Regions from separate parts of the Mus musculus genome. Here regions 2, 3, 4, 5, 6 and 7 are each linked to region 1. A link is a contact called in public Hi-C, HiCAR-type and HiChIP or PLAC-seq data. All regions are on one chromosome and are shown on one strand. Each heading gives the region's core, a stretch centred on a gene start, on an enhancer-like site or on the middle of the called end of the contact. The rest is flanking DNA. Distances are from core to core; before and after follow the strand shown.

What was found. Hi-C and Micro-C count contacts between places; a contact is called where the count stands out from the background. HiCAR-type assays count read pairs that join an accessible place to other places. HiChIP or PLAC-seq counts read pairs in DNA pulled down with a chosen protein or histone mark.
Region 2: a Hi-C map of B cells shows a contact between it and region 1, with 8 read pairs. The contact joins the promoter of Fbxo4 here to the promoter of Ptger4 in region 1. A contact is called at or near these places in 3 of 39 promoter capture datasets (hippocampal neurons, liver and pre-B cells), 2 of 484 Hi-C or Micro-C datasets (B cells and CD4 T cells), 4 of 115 datasets of contacts at active chromatin or transcription factors (astrocytes, microglia, pancreatic cancer cells and 1 more) and 1 of 9 other capture datasets (adipose tissue).
Region 3: a contact with region 1 is called in an H3K27ac HiChIP or PLAC-seq map of extraembryonic endoderm stem cells, with 11 times the contacts expected there. The contact joins the enhancer-like site here to the promoter of Ptger4 in region 1. A contact is called at or near these places in 8 of 39 promoter capture datasets (3T3-L1-derived adipocytes, embryonic stem cells, hippocampal neurons and 4 more), 6 of 115 datasets of contacts at active chromatin or transcription factors (astrocytes, bone marrow-derived macrophages, embryonic stem cells and 2 more) and 2 of 9 other capture datasets (embryonic stem cells and macrophages).
Region 4: a Hi-C map of B cells shows a contact between it and region 1, with 8 read pairs. The contact joins the promoter of Oxct1 here to the promoter of Ptger4 in region 1. A contact is called at or near these places in 4 of 39 promoter capture datasets (hippocampal neurons, liver, pre-B cells and 1 more), 1 of 484 Hi-C or Micro-C datasets (B cells) and 1 of 9 other capture datasets (adipose tissue).
Region 5: a contact with region 1 is called in an H3K27ac HiChIP or PLAC-seq map of the NIH/3T3 cell line, with 5 times the contacts expected there. The contact joins the enhancer-like site here to the promoter of Ptger4 in region 1. A contact is called at or near these places in 8 of 39 promoter capture datasets (the 3T3-L1 cell line, embryonic stem cells, hippocampal neurons and 3 more), 1 of 484 Hi-C or Micro-C datasets (ventricular fibroblasts) and 5 of 115 datasets of contacts at active chromatin or transcription factors (the NIH/3T3 cell line, bone marrow-derived dendritic cells, embryonic hindbrain and 1 more).
Region 6: a contact with region 1 is called in a HiCAR-type map of astrocytes, with 6 times the contacts expected there. The contact joins the promoter of Dab2 here to the promoter of Ptger4 in region 1. A contact is called at or near these places in 6 of 39 promoter capture datasets (cranial neural crest, embryonic stem cells, hippocampal neurons and 2 more), 3 of 484 Hi-C or Micro-C datasets (embryonic stem cells and palatal mesenchyme), 8 of 115 datasets of contacts at active chromatin or transcription factors (astrocytes, bone marrow-derived macrophages, embryonic hindbrain and 2 more) and 1 of 9 other capture datasets (embryonic stem cells).
Region 7: a contact with region 1 is called in an H3K4me3 HiChIP or PLAC-seq map of bone marrow-derived macrophages, with 5 times the contacts expected there. The contact joins the enhancer-like site here to the promoter of Ptger4 in region 1. A contact is called at or near these places in 4 of 39 promoter capture datasets (embryonic stem cells, frontonasal cranial neural crest, hippocampal neurons and 1 more) and 11 of 115 datasets of contacts at active chromatin or transcription factors (bone marrow-derived macrophages, cardiomyocytes, embryonic basal ganglia and 5 more).

What each region holds. Positions count from the first base shown.
Region 1 is chr15:5,242,906-5,245,451 of GRCm38.p6, reverse strand. It overlaps Ptger4 (prostaglandin E receptor 4 (subtype EP4)), which reads left to right and starts at 1,265. Exons shown (of 3, transcript NM_008965.2): 1 at 1,265-1,769; 2 at 2,257-2,546. The coding sequence starts at 1,754.
Region 2 is chr15:3,978,304-3,980,849 of GRCm38.p6, reverse strand. Fbxo4 (F-box protein 4) reads left to right here and starts at 1,277. Exons shown (of 7, transcript NM_134099.2): 1 at 1,277-1,608. The coding sequence starts at 1,426.
Region 3 is chr15:6,470,004-6,472,549 of GRCm38.p6, reverse strand. All of the region lies in intron 5 of C9 (complement component 9), which reads right to left. Among named protein-coding and RNA genes, the nearest start is that of C9, 26 kb to the right of the region's middle. Within about 2 kb of position 1,284, at least 4 of the 459 cell types and tissues checked have an H3K27ac peak or open chromatin away from gene starts, as enhancers often do. A contact at or near this core is called in extraembryonic endoderm stem cells, where this site is marked.
Region 4 is chr15:4,025,164-4,027,709 of GRCm38.p6, reverse strand. Oxct1 (3-oxoacid CoA transferase 1) reads right to left here and starts at 1,282. Exons shown (of 17, transcript NM_024188.6): 1 at 861-1,282. The coding sequence starts at 938. It overlaps BC037032 (cDNA Sequence BC037032), which reads left to right and starts at 304. Exons shown (of 2, transcript NR_028266.1): 1 at 304-1,691.
Region 5 is chr15:6,410,208-6,412,753 of GRCm38.p6, reverse strand. The region is part of intron 1 of Dab2 (disabled 2, mitogen-responsive phosphoprotein); the gene reads right to left. Among named protein-coding and RNA genes, the nearest start is that of Dab2, 25 kb to the right of the region's middle. Within about 2 kb of position 1,268, at least 71 of the 459 cell types and tissues checked have an H3K27ac peak or open chromatin away from gene starts, as enhancers often do. A contact at or near this core is called in the NIH/3T3 cell line and bone marrow-derived dendritic cells, where this site is marked.
Region 6 is chr15:6,385,477-6,388,022 of GRCm38.p6, reverse strand. It overlaps Dab2 (disabled 2, mitogen-responsive phosphoprotein), which reads right to left and starts at 1,275. Exons shown (of 15, transcript NM_023118.5): 1 at 1,091-1,275.
Region 7 is chr15:6,259,261-6,261,806 of GRCm38.p6, reverse strand. No RefSeq gene overlaps it. Among named protein-coding and RNA genes, the nearest start is that of Gm16311, 49 kb to the left of the region's middle. Within about 2 kb of position 1,281, at least 69 of the 459 cell types and tissues checked have an H3K27ac peak or open chromatin away from gene starts, as enhancers often do. A contact at or near this core is called in bone marrow-derived macrophages and extraembryonic endoderm stem cells, where this site is marked.

The DNA.
Region 1 (2,546 bases), core at 16-2,515:
AAGAGCAGTCAGTGCTCTTAACTGCCGAGCCATCTCTCCAGCCCCCATAAATAACAGTAGAGGCATACCTACTTGTTTCACACAAGATTCAAGCCACCTAGTTACCCGGTTAGATGCTAAGCATGGAGTGAGGTTTTTGTAAGAAGTTGAATTGTTCAGAAAACCATACTACAGTCTCATTGTGTAGTTTTTAAAGGATCTGGTGACAGGGTTTTAATTGCCCCCTGGTGTTTTCCGATCTTAAATTCTGTTTTTTAGGAGAATAGTTGATAATTAAGAAATGATTGTTCCTCATCAAAGAAGAAGCCGAACAAACTATAAACCAAAGAATAGGGAAAGGCAAATAGACCTTTTCCGAGTTAACAAAGAGGCAACGCCTGGAAATTCGTTAATTTGCTTGAATTTCAAACCCCTCTCATCCCGCAGGTGAAGATGGCTAGCAGAAACTGAACAGGAAAGCACTTGTTTCAGCCTTCCTGAGGAAGAATGCTCTCTCTCTACAGTTAAACAGTCCCCCTCAACTAAATCTCAGGTGTGCCTGTGGGCCACAGGTCTCCAAAGAAAGCCCTAAACTCTGCCATCTAAGTGAGAAGTTGCAGTTCCGTGTTGCTCGCCTTCCTCCCCGCCTCCGCTTTGGTGCCCTATTGAGCGCAGCTAGGGCACTGCCAAGTAACTCCTTTTATGGTGAGAGGATGGATTCTTAGTCGCCTCCCCGCCCAAGCCTGGTACCTACTCACCGTGCCTCTGCCAAGTCCCACCCGGAGCTCTCGGGCGTACACACCCACGGACAACCACACACCCACTTTTCCTCTCCGCTCTGTGGCTCCCGGGTAGAGCCCTAAAGCAATTGTCCCGACATCTCAAGACCCACATGTTTGATCTGTGGGTGGAAGATGCGAGAATTTAACCACTCTAACCCGCAGAGCAATGTAGACCAGACACAGGTCCCAGCATCATTCCCGCTAAATGCCCAGCTTGGGAGTGGCGAAGCTCGAGCTGGCGTTTCCTGGGGACTCGATCTGGGGGGTTTCGGTACCTTCGAGGGAGGGAAGGCACTGAAGCTGCACCCGCAGCCGGGTGGCACCCCCGCAGGTCCCTCCAGACCTCCGCAGCTCTCCGCCCCGCCCTCCATCACCGGGCTCCTAGGCGGTGCTAGAGGAGGTCTCGCCCCGCCCCCTTTCCAGATCAGCCAATGGAAGCCCGGGCCGCGCTATGACTGTCTCCGCCCCCTCCGGGGAAACTTGCGGGAGGAGAAAAGTTTGTTCAGAGGCTGGAGACGCCGAGAGCGAAGCTCGAAACCCGGCAGCGGGAGAGGAAGATGAACGGCCTCAGGTCAGAGCCCCAGGCCCAGTGGACCCCGTGCCGCCCCCAGAGCCCAAGGAGCGGCCTCAGCGGCAGCCGCCTTCTCCGGTAGCTGTCCGTTCAGCCCGCTGCTGGGGAGGAGGGAGCCCGGACCTACGCTCTGTTCCACCTGCACGCGTGGCGGCGACACACCTGGACGCTGACCTCCCGCACTAGACCTGCGCGGGCCCTGCAAAGCTGAGACTCGCCTTTGAAAGGAGGAGGCGTTAGTAAATCAAACAAGAAACCCCAGACTGGTCTTCACCGACCCATCCCGCTAGCCTCTCTGGCTTTCCAAGCTTTTTTGAAAGCAAGATACTCTGACCTCAGTTCCGGAAAGTTGGCAGCCACCGAGCCCCGGTTCCGAGACAGCAAAAGCTTGACAAGTTCCGCACTGCGTGGGAAGAGACTGATGGCTGAGGTTGGAGGTAGGTCCTGAACATCTGAGGCCTGAGCCTTGGGCACACCGGGCTCCTAACCCCACCCTACAGGTAAGTCGGGATGGAGGTCTTTGCGTGTTCAGGCGCTCTTCCGGGAAACCAAAGAACAGAATGTCCCATAGTGTCCCAAAATGTCCATAACTTCTTTCGATGAGCATTTTATCCATTCTGTGGGGAATATCACTAGGGAGTCACTTTTCCCTTGAGAAGGGTCTTGCTCATCTCGGCGAGGGAATGAGCTGATTATGGAGCGGTGGGGGTGGGGATAGGCGGGAAATAAATATATTAATGTCAGCAGAGCGGTGCTCTTGACAGAACGGATCCAGACCTTGGGAATTTAAGTAGTCACAGTTAATGAGTAGCTACCGATGAGGAAGTTGGATCTGGGTGCTCTCCTTATCTCTGCGACACAGCATTTTGGCCATGGGTCGAACACCTTGCAAGTGGTAAATGGCTCGTTTCTCTTTCTCTCTAGGTACCATTCCTAGATCGAACCGTGAGCTCCAACGCTGTGTGTTACTAACCACCACCATCATGTCCATCCCCGGAGTCAACGCGTCCTTCTCCTCCACTCCGGAGAGGCTGAACAGCCCGGTGACCATTCCCGCAGTGATGTTCATCTTCGGGGTGGTGGGCAACCTGGTGGCCATCGTAGTATTGTGCAAGTCGCGCAAGGAGCAGAAAGAGACGACCTTTTACACTCTAGTATGTGGGCTGGCTGTCACTGACCTTCTGGGCACCTTGTTGGTAAGCCCGGTGACCATC
Region 2 (2,546 bases), core at 28-2,527, 1.3 Mb after region 1:
GTTATAACGTGGTGATCCTTACTAGATTATTCTAAAAGATTTTAAAGAATTTAACACGTGACTACTAAATCCGAAGTATTCCCGTGATGAAGTCTAGATGTGGAATGGGTTTGGGGATTAGATTAAGTGAGGTAATCTACTTTAAAGAGACTGATAACCTGCTACCAAATAGGTATTTGTGTCTTTCCTAAAACTATATCCAGTGCTATATAATATTTTGTTATATAGCCTACCTCTCATTTCTTAAATTTCTTTTTGATTATGATTAAAGTTACTAGAATAGACATCACTTTTGGAAGATTAAAAATTCACTAATGGCTTTTAATAGTACCACATCCAGGCTTTTCTTTCCTATCAAATTTTCTTCTGACCTTTTATGATAGATCATTGATTGAACAATTTTTTAGTGTATGTACATTTTTGTCGTGGGCTTAAACTCACCATTTTGGTAGAAAATACCTAATAATGGAGTTTGAGGAAGTAAATGCAAGCAAAATGTGAGTGGCCATGGCCAGAGATTGGATTCAGGTTGGCACACCAAGTTGTGGAAGCAGTTGCAAGAACTATTATAGCCACAAAACAAAGACCATACATCAAATACATATACCACCTACGCTGATGAGGGCATTATGTACACAGCCTAGATAAAATTGGCTACATCTTGCCTGGCTTTCAGATGTTACAACATTATTTACTTTAAAATCGGTAAAGGGGGCAGGTGTTTGAGAGATGGTTCAGCAGTTATAAGAATGTACTGTTCTTTCAGAGGGCCTGAGTAGGTGGCTCTCAAGGGTGTGGTTTCCAGTTCCAGGGTTTGTGATGCCTGTGGCCTCTGCTGGAACCTGAGTGCTCATGCATATATCCACATACATGTAGTTAAATAAAATTTTAAGCAAAGCTTACAAGTTTCACCCAACCTCATGAGGTTAGACCAAAACCAGATTGAAGTTAATATTAAAAGAGCTACGCTTGAGGCAGTTTTGGCTTCCCATCTACAATAGTTTCTCCACAGCACGATGTTCTAGTCAGCCAAGGTTATCTTTAATAACACATAAGGCTCCTGATAGCCTCCACGGGCTCAGTTTTTGCTCAACTCCAAGTGGTAGATTGCTGATTCCAAAACACAGAAGCACACATACAGCCTACTTAATATCTAACGCTTAAGGGGAAGCAAGATTTCAGAAAAAGGGTGGCTGTTCAACAAGCCCTAGCTCCCAGGTCCTTGTGGTGACGCACAGAGGCAGGGAGGGACCCGGAGGATGTGTAGTGTGGGAGGGTTTGGGCTAACGGGGTGAGTCATTCCGGGCCACCTCGGCCTGGAGCCCTGCCCAACCGACCAGCCCGGGTCGTACCAGCGGGGCGGAGGCGGAGGCCGAGCGGCTGGGGAGCCCGTGCGCCCCGCGGTGTCGCGCGGAGCCTGCGACCATGGCTGGAAGCGAGCCCCGCGGAGCCGGCTCCCCGCCGCCCGCCAGCGACTGGGGCCGCCTGGAGGCAGCCATCCTGAGCGGCTGGAGGACCTTCTGGTATTCGGTGGCCAAGGAGCGGGCGACGCCGACGGCCTCCCGGAAGGAGGCGGCGGAGGAGACGAGCGCGCTGACGCGGCTGCCGGTGAGCCGAGGCCGCAGGCCGCGCACAGAGACCGCCGCAGGCCGGGGGCCTGGGCCGGCAGGGCAGCCACTTCCGGGTGTGTGCTCGCCTGGAAGTGAAGTGGCCAGGATTGCCTTGATGGTAACTCTTGGTATCCCCCTGCCAACCAAGGTCGCACTACAACACTCACTAATGACCAGCGAGATCACCCACAGGTTGTCAGTCATCCTATTTGGATGTCTGGAAATCTGATGAAGGAAGTGGGTTAGCTTGGAAGGCATTCCAGTGTCTTTCTTCTGCACATTTTAATCCCTAGTCAATGTATTCCAGTTAGGGGGGGGGGGGGGTCGCCTAGAGCAAGCAACTCTGACATATCCAAAGCAACAAAACTGCCACATAATTGAAACCAGTAAAGTTACAAGTACCTCAAGTTAGGTCAGGCTGCAAAGAGGATGCATGCAATTTAAAGTTTCAGAGAAAGATAAAATAAATAAATAAATAAATAAATAAATAAATAAATAAATAGATTATACATTGTTGATGACAATTCCTTTATCTCAGTTGGGTTATTAGTACATCCCACTGACATTCACTCTAAATGAAAGCCACAGGCTTAGGTTACCTCCAAGCTTCTCTCAGGTGTCCTCGGAACCTGATTAATACTCTATAGAGAGAAATTCAAATGACAGGTTCACATGCTTTCATTTGATCTAGTGATAAAATCAGAAAAACCGCCACTTTGTTTTTTTAGATTTATTTATTTATTTATTTTATGTATATGTGAGTACACTGTCACTGACACACCAGAAGAGGGCACTGGATCCAAATTACAGATGGTTGTGAGCCACCATGTGGTTGCTGGGAATAGAACTCAGGACCTCTGGAAGAGCAGCCAGTGCTCTTAACCTCTGAGCCATCTCTCCAGCTTGAAAAAAATCTCCACTTGACACTCATTTATT
Region 3 (2,546 bases), core at 35-2,534, 1.2 Mb before region 1:
CATCTTCATCAAACTCAAACATCTAAAATGACACTCTGTGGTTTCTTCATCTTTGGCATTAATTAAGTCCAACCTACTCAAAATGGCCTGAACTCCTTCATGATTTGACCCTACTTTTAATTCAAAATTGGAACTCATGAAGGTTAACTTATAAATCATGATTCTTATAGCAACTTTTATAGGGAAAATCTACATATTTATTCCTTGGGAAATATCAATATAAAACAAGGAAACAAAAATGTATACATCACCTTTATAGGCTATCAAACTTTCTAAATGGACTCAAGCTGCCAGTAGAAAGACTAATTGAAATGTTCGTCAACCCTCTGTTTGCATGTCACTGTCACCTATAAGGACAATTTGTCATTTTGTGAATGTCCATTTGATTAAAATTTCTTGCCTTCATTAAACATGTCAGCTTTTAAAAAGTAGTAATGCACATGTATGCATTTAATTATTCTTTCAAGGATCAAGTAATTAATATACTCTGTGATGTGAGTTATTCAGAATTCTGTAGTAAATGGAGGATTACTGTATCAATCAGCACGGAGTGTTTATGATAGACAAAAACAAAACAAAACAAAAAACAAACAAACAAACTCCCAAACTGAGAGGCAAGCAAAACCATTACTGCAGTTATTTCCCAGACAGACATCTGAAAGACAGGGGATTTTAATAAAATAGGAGGACAAGCAGTCAGAACTCAAATAAAAATGACCTTCTACTCCTGCCAAAGAAGGTAGCTATAACTTTGATGGCTATAGTGAGACACTTTACCAACTAAGTGGCAGAATGAAATGACTGAGTTTGGTGTAGATTTGCACTGAGCTATAAGTCAATCTGATGACTTTCCATCTCACTATCTCAGAGAGATGCTTTTCATCACATGGATGACTTATGGTTCATCATTCTATTATCCATGTGTACAAAGAAACTTTTCAGGGCACCTTTACCAGCTTTCTATACGTATTGTATTTTGAGTTTCTTTCCAAACCTCTCAAATTGAGAAAACTAGAGGCTGGAAAGCTAGTAAGACTATCAGTAGTACTTTAGATGAGAATTCTAAGTTGGTAGTATTTTAGATGACAAAAGTCCTAGACAAAGCCAGTTGGAGATGGAGAATATAAAGCTAGTGTTATAGCATTACAACTCTGTGATTGATCAACGACTGTGAACTTTGAAACGGACCTTTAAAGGGAGTCCTGGAAATGCAGTCAGGATTTAAGCTCGGTGATAAGGAAAGATACTTCTTCCATCCTGCAATTGAGAGCCACACAGGGGTGTCACTGTTAGGTATGCTGTCTGTGTGATAACTGCAGACAATGGGAGTCACAGTTGTCTAGGTCAGAGAAAGAGATGAGCAAAAAACTGCATTTGTAGTCATCGTAACGAAGCGAACACCTAGCTTACAGGAAGGAAAGGCACCAACCACTCAGGGAGACTGTGAAACATGAGCTCACCGAAGCAAACAGAAAAACTGGCAACACCAAGAAGTAGAGTGTCCTGAACACAGACAGCTCCAAAGAATATTGAGATGGATTAGCTCAGGGCTGGGAGGTGATGGCAGTAAGATGGCAGATACCTTCACCCAGAATTTCCAGTGCTTCTGGGATGAAAGGGGTGGTTAGAACCTGAGTGTACTTCATCAACCCTTGTTTATATCCTAAGTCTTACGTGTCTACAGAGATCCAGGTTTGAGCAGTACAATAAAACCACAAAGCCTGATTTGGGTTTACCAAGTATTCATTTCAATTACCAAGAGTGAGCCAAGGAAAAACAGGTTGAAAAGGATCTCTTCTGTAAATATAATATTTCACCGTCTTCATGTTTTACAGACCTTGGTTGTTTTCGCACTCCTTCTGAGTTAGGAAAGTGGTCACTATTCATCATCAACCTCTTATGTAACCACTGATGAAGTTCCTAGACTTGGCTAAGTCTTTCACTAATTGTGCTCTAAAAATAACCCATTGCTATGTGCCAAGAACCCTTGGAGAGATTTACAGATTTAGATACCTTTATAGCCATGAGGTTTGCACCGTTATTTCTGTTTTCAACGTGAGGAAACTAAGTCATATAGTAAGTGCTTTACCAAAGATCTCATAGCTTCGGGCTGAGGTAGGGATCCTACCCATGAGGGATGGGTTTTAAGCTATAGAAAATTTGAGACAAGAAACATCAAGTGAGGGAGATGAATAAGAGTAAGGTATCAAGACAGACCAGCATAATGCTTTCACATAACAAAAGACAATAACTTACTTAAAAAATAGCTCATGTAAGTTGGCATGATGGGTCAATGGGTAATTGTGCTTGCTACCAATGCCCATGACTCAAATCCCAACCTTGGGACCCACATGGTAGAAAGATACAGCGGACCCTTTCAAGGTGTCCTCTGAACTCCATGTGAGCTTCACGGTGTGTGTGCGTGTGTGTGCACCACCACTCACAATAGTAATAAAACTCCATTTATCAGGCATAAATCTATGAGTACTCACTGTACCTAGCAGTTAGTAGTGGGCAATAAGAAAGTATATTTAAAGTGGGTTCTG
Region 4 (2,546 bases), core at 33-2,532, 1.2 Mb after region 1:
ATACCATTCTGTGGGTCAAGGTGTTTGGGTTTTTTTGTTTTTGTTTTTGATTTTTGTTTTTTTACGGTCTTTGAACATTGCAAGTCTCTAACCCGGAGGGGACGGAGAGGAATTCAAAATAAAGGACCGAGGCGTTTGCAAACTGCAGCGGAGCGCCGCCAGCCCTCCTTCTGCTTCCAAACGCTTGGCAGGCTAAATCGCCCCGTGACAAGAGCTCCAGTCCGGGTTCCCCTTTCTACCGCCATATAGGGAAGGGGAGGATGGGGAGCGGCAGTCCGCCTCCGCAGCGCACAGCATCCGCCCACTTGGCGGTGAACTTGAGCCAGCAGCGGTTAACCCGGCCCGGGGTTCTGGGCCTCAGCCGGCGCCAGCAGCTCCCTCAGGTGGGGCGCAAGCCTCAGCGCGCCGCCCTTCTCCGCTCCTCTCCTCCAACCGGCCCTTACCTAGGGCGACGGCCCCGGGGACCCCCTTCCCAAGGGCGTCGGCCTGGAGCCTGGAGTCTGTAGGAGTGGCGGGAGATGGGGACGCGAGTCCCTGGACGCCGACAGTCTGTCTCTAAGGCGTTGCTGCGTGGCTTTGGTACACAGAGCCTCGACCGCTTCTCCACCGCTGCAAGCACAGCGGGGAAGTGGATGGAGAAGCAAAGACAGACAGACAGACAGACAGACAGACAAGCGGCGGCGGGGCTACCCTGAAACCCGAGCGTCTCCAAGCCCCCACCCCCAACCCCCGGGCACGGCGCTGCAGATGCCAGATCCCCGACCAGAGGCGGTGGAGATGGGCAGGGCAAAGAACGCGCGCGCCGCTCGCAGCTCGTCCGCGCGTGGCCTTCCTCTTGCCCCCCTGCACCTTCAATTTACCTTATGCAGGGCGCCCCGCGAGCTGCGGGCTGAGGCGCCGAGCCGAAGCCCAGAGGACAGGAGTTTGAGAGCCGCCATCTTCGGCCCCGGGTGCGGGAGACGGTGGCGCGCGCGGGAGTGCGTGCGAGTGCTGGTTGCCCGGGGCCGCGGCGGCGTCACCGGCTAAGAAGAGAGAAGGCAAGGCGAGCGGTAGGGCGGGCTGGAGGCTCGACCGCGCGTCAGTGACGTCCTCGGGACCTCAGAGCGGTGCCGCCCCTTGCTGCCTGCTGGCTTGTCAAGAAGCGAGACAGGGAGGGGCTCACGGCTAGGAATGGAAAGGCTGCACAGCTAGGACGAGCCCCGCGGGTTGTGCCGGGGCCGGAGGTGCTGGGCTCCAGCTCATCTGCGGGCACACCCGCAGCGGCGGGCGCTGCACTCAGGCTGGAGGGGGCGCTAGAGCCTGCCTTCCCCTCGCGCAAGGCTTGGCATCAACCAGGGTTTCGGGTTGCCAAGGGCCTGGAGGGTCTCTTACTGAACGTGTTACTTTTCCAAATCGCCCTCTGGAATGAGTACAGGTACAAAGGGTCACTGATAAAGATCTCCTTCCAGATCTAGACAGCTCACCTTTCCAACATTTCTCAACCCCAACACCCACAACTCTCTTCAAGTCTGGTTTTGCCCTTAGTTTCCTCTGAAACCCAGCAGCGTGCTGACTGACCCTCATGAGACATGACCTGCTTAACCGACAGAGGGACAAGATTAGAACTGGGCTGTTGTTCCCCATCATCCTACTCTGTGTTCCAGAATTTTCCTGGAACCGGAGTCCCAACAATTCCAGAAATTACAGAACAGGTATAAGCACAGAAGTGTCTGTCTCCTCTCCTCCTCGTCCTTGTCCATGTTGTATAATTCCCCTCACCTTGTAATGCTCTTCCTGTTGCAGTTTTGTATGAGAAAAGCCAGTCAAGGGACACAATGAACACAAAAATGCTCGGCACTAAATTTAGCTAATATTCGGTGGTGGGTTAACTTCATCGTTTTGGAGGTTTTCGTTTTGGAGTTTGTTTTTTGCTGTTTTGTTTGAGGAAGGATCTCTAGCTCTCTTAGGTCCCACTGAAACTCTATATATGGCTCAGGCTGACCTCCAACTTTTTTCTATTGCGGCAGCCTATCCCAGAGTATGTGCAATTGTGCCTGGCTCAAGCCTTATCTTTTGACTGGCACCCAACCGGCCTGAACCATTTCTTCAGGACGTTCTACACTCACCGCCGAGTTTAAAAGACCACTTGGAAGCCCGGGAAATCCTTTTATTGGATTAAAAGCCCATCGAGTCCTGGAAGAACAGTTTAAATTTGAAGTGATGCAAAACCCATGACAACAGTAAATGACTCTTTAACTTCCTTAAAAAGTATGCCGATACAATGAAGGATGAACAGTCCTGTTTAATTAAAACCTGTCTACTGGCCTGGGGAGATGGTAAAGACACTTGCCTCCAAGCTTAGTGACCTCAGTTTGATCCCTGGGACCCACATGGTAGCAGGGAAGAACCAACTCCAGCCAAGTCCTCCTCCGACCTCACATGCACTGCAGCGAGTGCATGCCTGTGTATGTGCGCCAAAACAAATGAATAAGGAATTTAAAAATCTGCACAGAAAAGCAACTACCTCAGTACTCCCTTAACTCAAAAATGTCTCCTGTAAAGATTAC
Region 5 (2,546 bases), core at 19-2,518, 1.2 Mb before region 1:
CTGCCACATCCTCCAACAGGATATTATTTCTGACAAGGAAAGACTTACCTATGTAACATTGTTTTTTAAAGATTTAGCTTACTCAATTTTGCAATTTTGACTCCAACGTTTTACTATTTTAAAGAAATCTGAGAAGTTCCACAAAGCACTCTGATAGACCTAAGAGGGAGCAGTTGGTGGCTTGGCATGTGGATTTAGTCATAACATACAAGTCATACCAGGATATAACTCAAGGCCAGTGTCCATATCAAGGGTTGGCTTCCTGGGTCAAATTAGAAAGGGCAGAAGCTGAGTAGAATTACTTGGCCATGTGTTTTTATAAACAATTCCTGTGCTTCAGACACCAAAGACAACTCTTTGTGTAGAGGAAACACCAAAGATTAACCCTCCACACTCCAGGAAAGTCCTCTGCTGATACTCTGTCTTTGCTCCCTTGTCCTTTTTACTGTAGTATTTTTGAGTCAAAGTTTCACTAAGTCTCTCAGGCTGGCTTCAAGCTTGCTGTGGGCTTTGAAACTGTCACCATCCAGGTTCAGCTACACAAGTGATGAGTGGCTTGTGCCACCACGCTTAGATAAGGCACAGCTTTGATGACATTGTTATTGTTCTAAAGGTGTTTGGCTTCCTTTGATCATATACCCTTTACTGTGTAGGGATAGTTATAGTACCCGAAGAGAAAATAGGGAGGAAAAACTTTGTTATGGACTTCTGAAAGAAAATGGATTTATATAGTCTTTCATTTGCTGTATGATTCTATGGTTCTTATGTTTAAAGAAGGAAGAAATTATCTAGGAACTACACATAGTGGTCAGTAAAAGAAAAGGATTACAGATGCATTCCCCAAGATATATACAAGGGTCATCTCTAAGTAGAGGGTCTCCCCCCCTCCCAGTTTTCTAGAACAGTATGTTTCCTTCATTAGAAGATAGAAAAGGGAAATAAGAGCACATATCTGCAGGAAAAAAACCTGAAGAATCAAAAGTTAGTCTCTATCCCGGGCTCCTTAAGGCATTGTGTAAAACAGAAAACGGTAAGAAGGAAGCTTGGCAAGTCAGTAAGATCAGCTCCACTCGCGTGAAGGCATCTAAGTTAGGCTTTTGGACTCCAGACAGGGCTCCCTGAAGTAACGTGAAAATGGCCCCCTTGCAGCACTGGAGTCCCATGATTTTGGAGCTTGCAACATCTTTCCTGGTTTCTGAGAAGCTCAGAGAGATGCACAACGGAAGGATGCATGAGTCATCTTTGAATGACTATGTCGTCTGCATGAATAAAAAAGTCAGCTATAGTTTGTCTTGTCCTTAAACTGACTCATAGCATTTTGCAACCTGGAAAAGCTAGCACAGTGGACAATAATTAGTCTAGGCTTTATAAGGGGGAAAAAAAAACCCTAACTGACACCTTAAAATTGTTTGCTTTTCCTTTCCATCAGAAGGACTTGAACTGGTGTCTCAGTGGTACTCCTTAATGTCTGGAAGGTTCTGAAGCAACATCATGACACAATTTTACAGGTCCTCTGACCTGCACCTCTAACCTATCTCTTACTCCAATTATACAGAACAATCAGGAATTTGCTCAGTCTCAAGATGCTAGAATAACTTTGAGTTAAGGACTTGACAGTAGCCCCTTTCCACACATAGTAGAGAATCTTATTTCAAAGTTTAGGGTAATATGGTATAAACATCTAATATAGTCAGCCATCCCTATTCAAATGCTCTACATCTGTGAATTAAAAAAAAAGCTGATCAAAAATAGCCAGAAGAAAATCACCTGTACTGAACATATACAGATATTTTAAAAAATTACTTTTCCCTAAATATAATAGTATAAAACTATTTGCCTAACATTTGCATTATTAAGAGAGTATTATTAATACTCTATAGATGATTTGAAATACATTAAAGAAACATAGCAGATGGCTTGAAGCAAACCATGTATGTAGGATTTTGAACATCAAAGAATGTTTAGAACTGTGGGGGAGGGAGAGGATCCTCGAATCAACCCATTGTGGACATCGGGGCATGGCATATACCAAGATCCTAAAACCTTTATCCTGAAAACCATATAAAAGGTGCTTCTATTTTAGGAATAATAAATGCACTGAACAACACAGAACATAACCATGATAAGCTGTTGAGGTCAGAACTGAATTTGTTTTTCTCCTTCCAATGTGGTTTTCTCTTGTCATTTGCTGTTCCCAAATCCCCATCCTTTAACCTGTATTTTCAAAAGTTCACAATCCCAAGGACTTTTTAACATATCAGTTACAGTTCTCACAGAGAACTCCATGGAGTAAAGCTGGGTACAGGAGACTTAAGAAAGCACTTCAAGCATCTTTGCTTTGAGTGCCCAGCACTTTGTCTTGGCCAGGGACCGTGCTTCTCTGTGCGTGATCAGCTGGAGGACAGGACATGTGAAATATTAACCTGTAAGCCAGACCTCAGGACCAGTGGCCGCAAATACCTGTGCCACTGTCTTTGAAGTAACCTCTGAGAAAACACATTGTGATGGGGCTCTAAAGTCTCACACTTGTTGACTTCCTCCCTAAC
Region 6 (2,546 bases), core at 26-2,525, 1.1 Mb before region 1:
TTACTATTCATGAAGTTGCCCCTCCATAATTTTTAAAGCTTTCCATGTGCCTGGAAGCTTGCTCGTTTTTGCTCTTCTCGGTTTACAGGGTGGCTCCCTTTCTTCCAAACACAGGCGAAGAAAGAGGAAAGGGTGGGAGGGGGTGCCTCGGGTGGAGATAACATCCATATTTTTTAACTGTTTTTAATCCAGTTAAATTTCCCTTCGGATTCACACAGCTCCCATCTGAAACCGACTACAGAGCTGAATTCCAGACTCAGGATTAAGTGGAGGAGAGCAGGCAGGAAGAAATAACAGCCAGCTCTATGCCGCAAAGAGAACCGCTACGTTGGCAGGGTCTCCAAGGTTTTAAACACAGTTTAGTCCCTCTTCTTGAATTCTTAATCCTTCCAAATAATTTACAACAGTCAAGAAAAACAGCATTCAAACGCTTCACGATTTAAAACAAGTTTGTTACGTGGCTTGGGCAGATACTTTTCTTAGGAATGCTGGTATAAGACAAAGTTCACATTTTTAATGCCCTGTGCTGTCAGTCAGCAGAAAATAGCTCCTCGGAGGCACAGACCATGTCCCCAGCCTTTGTCGCACAGTAAAACTGAACATCATTCAGGAGTTTATTAGGTGGTCAGCAGCCACACCGCGCATTCCCTGGGATGTCCCCTAAGCCCTAAAAACTAGGGCTCGTGTACAACACACACACACACACACACACACACACACACACACACACACACACACACAGGGACTCGTTAAATGTCACAGGATGGGCGCCTTGAGTCCGACCCCAAAGGTAAAATGCATTCCTTGGAAGCATTCCACAGATGTCAGGCCACAAAACCCGCTGCTCTCCCCGGAGTACACTGTCTCATTTGTAAGATTTCCCCAGCGCCCAAGGTCTGCAGCCAAGGCAGGGATGGGAAGAGAGGAGCCAGCAAAGGAGAGAAGTAGGTCGCAAAAAAAGAAAAAAAAGAAAAAAAAAGAAAAAAAAGGAAAAAAAGAGAAAGAAAGAAAGAAAGAAAGAAAGAAAGAAAGAAAGAAAGAAAGAAAGAAAGAAGGGACCGAAGGGAAGGGGGATGGCAGAGTTACTCACGGACTAGCTAGTGCTTCTGTGGAGCCAGCATGACTTCCCCGCGCCCGAAGCCTCAAGGCTGCAGCGCCGAGGACGCGGAGAACGCCACTTAAATAGCCGCGCGGCCACTCCCGGTAGAGATATGGTTCTAATCAGATGCTGGCTCTGAGGACTCTCCAGGAATGTGGCGGCGGGATGTTTTTGCTGCCTGGACTTGGTAACTCCCCCTCAACGTGTCTGCCGAGTCTTCCAAACTTAACTGTTTATTAACTCGAACTAAAGCCACGGAGATCCGGCGCCTCCTGCGCCTCCTGCGCCCCGTGCGCCCGGCCAGCTGGGGGCGATCGCAGAGACCCGGAAAAAGGAGCGTGCACACAACCCGGGCCAGGAGCCCCACACTGCCTTGGGCCAGAAAGGGTGCACGTAAGGACAGGAAAAGGGAAATTCTGGAGGAAAAGGATGGGATCCTCTGAGCTGCGTTTCGCAGATCCGTTCCCTGGATTGCCACTTCGAGTGGCGTGGCACGCGAACTGCGAACTCATCCTAAACCGCCTGGGGCATTTTGAACAAAGACGCGCCTTTACTCCTGACTTTCCGTTCCCGGGTCCAGTCTGTCCTTTCTAAAGCTGGGCATGTGACTGGATTGTTACCTTTAAAGAAAATCACTATTCTTTAATTGTGAACGTGCTTAAACAGGAGGGAAATCTATGTGTGCCCAAGTAAAAAGATGCCCTGTTATTGAAATTTAATATCACGCTCGAGCATATTCTCGCTATTAAACTGGCCTAAACAAAACAAGTTAGCCTCCATATAAATGATCTACATTTGTGATCATTTCAGTGTATATCCACCCACACGTAGATAACATGACTTTGTCTGCTAGTTTCTACAGCATTTCTTATTCCTTCATGAAAATATTGAGATATGTGAATAAGTATTGGAAGGTGTTTCATCGATGCTCAGCTGTGGATAGCCCGGCAGAGCAGACCTTGGGAATCCTATAGAATCTCACAATTTCTTTTCTGTATATTTTAAAGTCAGGGGACAATTGTTAAATAGTCACAGAAACAGTGGTGCTTTTCAAGTACTTAAGAAATTAAGCTTTGGGAAGATCCTCCTCCCCTTCTCCCTCCTTCCCCTCCCCCTTCTCCCTCCTTCCCCTCCCCCTTCTCCCTCCTTCCCCCTTCTCCCTCCTTCCCCTCCCCCTTCTCCCTCCTTCCCCCCTTTTCCCTCCTTCCCCTCCCCCTTCCTCCTCTTCCACTTTCTTATTTAGTCCTTTTTTTCTTGTTCCTCCTCCTCTTGTCTGTTTTTCCTTCTGCTCCTCCTCTTCTTCCCTCTCCCTCCTGCCCCTCCTCCCCTGTTGTAAGCAGAATGTACTGACTATGAAAATGACAAATTGTGACTTGGATGGAAACGGGTTATTGATTTTATTGAGTAAGCAACACAATGGATTTGCATTTTACCACTGAGAATCCAG
Region 7 (2,546 bases), core at 32-2,531, 1.0 Mb before region 1:
CTCTCTCTCTGTCTGTCTCTCTGCGTGTGTATACACAGGTGTGTGTTAGAGAGAGAGAATATCTCATTGAGTATTAGTGATCTGAGTTAATTTTATATAATACTATGAATATTTTAAAAATCTGTAGCTGGTAAACACATAAAAGACACATCTTACTTTTAACTGTGTTTGTAGGTGTGTGTGCATCTCTTGGTGTTATGTGCATGTGTGTTTGCATCTTTGTGTGTATGTGTGTGTGTGTGTGTGTGTGTGTGTATGTGTTTGTATGTGTGTATGTGTATGGATGTGTCTACAGAGAGAAACAAATAGGCCTGTAAGTGTCTTGGGTTTGACAACCATCATTTAAAAGAATATAAACACACTCATATAGTTTATATGTACCTTTTTAAAGCTATGCAATAATATTTATATGTATATGCATGGTTTTAGAGATCCTGCTTGGTTGGGTGTATTTCCCCCTCTGACCACCATATAACTCTGTTTTGAATGTGAAGTAATGAGCTTAAAATATTAATTATAGACGCCAAGCTCCTCTGAGTCACACAGTGCCCTTCCTCCAGCCCATCCCACCCCATCTCGTCCTGCTGTTATTTTGGTGCATTTGGCAGAACCCATTTTCTTTAACGAAACAGACATTTCCTTTCCCAGATATGAGTCCAAGTTCCAGACTTAAAAAAAATCAAAAACCTAACAATTGATGCTTACTTTATCAAAGCTGTTCTTTCTAGCTATAAATCGCACATGTATTATTATTTGCTAGAGGGTTAAGTGTCCGTTCTTTCATCAGAAATTCTGATTTCTAAGGTACAGGGATGTCCACTCAGTAAAGCAATTTATAAACTTGTGCTCCTGAGAATTTTACCCACCCCTCCTCCTCTACTTTCCTCTTGGCAGGAGAAGGACCTTTGTCTTACTAATACAAAACTAGAAAGAACTTTATACCTGAGACTTAAACATTAAACAAAAGTATATCCATTTAAAATATTTGTCCGGATGGTAAACAAGAGGGGTTAGCTCAGCCTTGGAATCAGTTGGGGTGGACTTCCTGAGGGCAGAGTGGACAGAACCTGCCTGTTTTGTTCTTCCAAGGCAGAGGTTTGATCTGGAAACAGTAAAAAGCTTTCTTTACCCCCAAGTCTAAGGAATGAGAAGAGGGTTAAAAAACCAAGCAGGAACAGAGAGCAGCTTCAGAGGCTGTGTGTGCCTTCTTGCTTATGCTGCAGTTTAAAGGATTACTTCCATGTTGGTCACATGGTCTCAAGTGTTCTCTCTCCCTTGCTACAAATTCATTCCTTCAAAAGCCAGAAGTGACTGAGTAATTGCAGATGTACAGTGACTACCAGACTGTTCTTTGTCACCACTTTCCTGTTTCAGTTGGGAGGAAGTGGCTGAGTGAGCTTGAGACTCGAGGGTGGGGAACAGATCTATTACAATGACCCTGTTAGCCCCAGCCTAGTTTTGCCTTAGTGAAGGGGTGATGAAAACACTTTAAACAGTTGCCAACATCCCAGGAGAAAATATTTGACATCTCACCTATATCAACAAGCAAGAGTTAAAGGTTAAATCACACACAAGTCAAGTGCTGGGAAAAGGATATGTTTATGTCATCAACTTTCTTTGTTCTACCAGGGTCTTGTGTCAACAAGGAGACACATTCCCCATTCCTGGCTGGAATCACCGAGACAATAGAGATTGATGACAGACACTTTGGGCAGGAGCCTCAAGCCAATCCCCTTCTAAGCCTTTGTCCTTTGCCTCTGGTTGGGGGGCACCCTCACCATTCATCAACAGCTCCGAACAGCCATCTGTTTAGGGTGGATGACCTTCCTGTGTCTTTACCAGGATTCTTGCGATTCTGAGCACCAAGCTCAGGGTGGAAGCAGGAAAAGCAAGGAAGAGGAAGATACTGGGATTTATACTTTTCCTGTATTGATCTCAGCTCCAACACTTTATCATCCAGATGCAGTGCTTGGCATGGCTGGTGTTCACATGCAATAGGTTCAGTGAGAGAGGGGGATCTTCTGGGGACAGCTCAACCTCTGAGTCAAGATAACTTTAAGTCAAACTTTGTGAGGAAATGAAAATATTTCCAAAGGAAAAAAACACAGAGTTGTCACTATGGAGACAATAGGTAAGGAAGGGAGGAGTAGTGCAGCAAGCATAGTAGTGTAGTCCTGTCAGTCTAGCACGCACGGAGTCCAGGCAGTAGAATCATGAGTTCAAAGACCAGCCTGGAGGCTACAGAAGTGGCTCAGTTGGTAAAGTGCCCCATGAAAGCACAGCAACCAATGTAAACTTGGATCCCCAGCACCCAGATGAAAAGCCATCCATGCTGTAATTCCATTGGTTGGGGACAGAGGCAGGTGACTCTATGAAGCTGACTGTAGGCAAATCATTGAGTTCGGTGAGAGGCCATAACTTAAAAAGTAGGTGGAGGGGGCTGGAGAGATGGCTCAGCGGTTAAGAGCACCGACTGTTCTTCTAGAGGTCCTGAGTTCAAATCCCAGCAACCACATGATGGCTCACAACCATCTGTAATGGGGTCT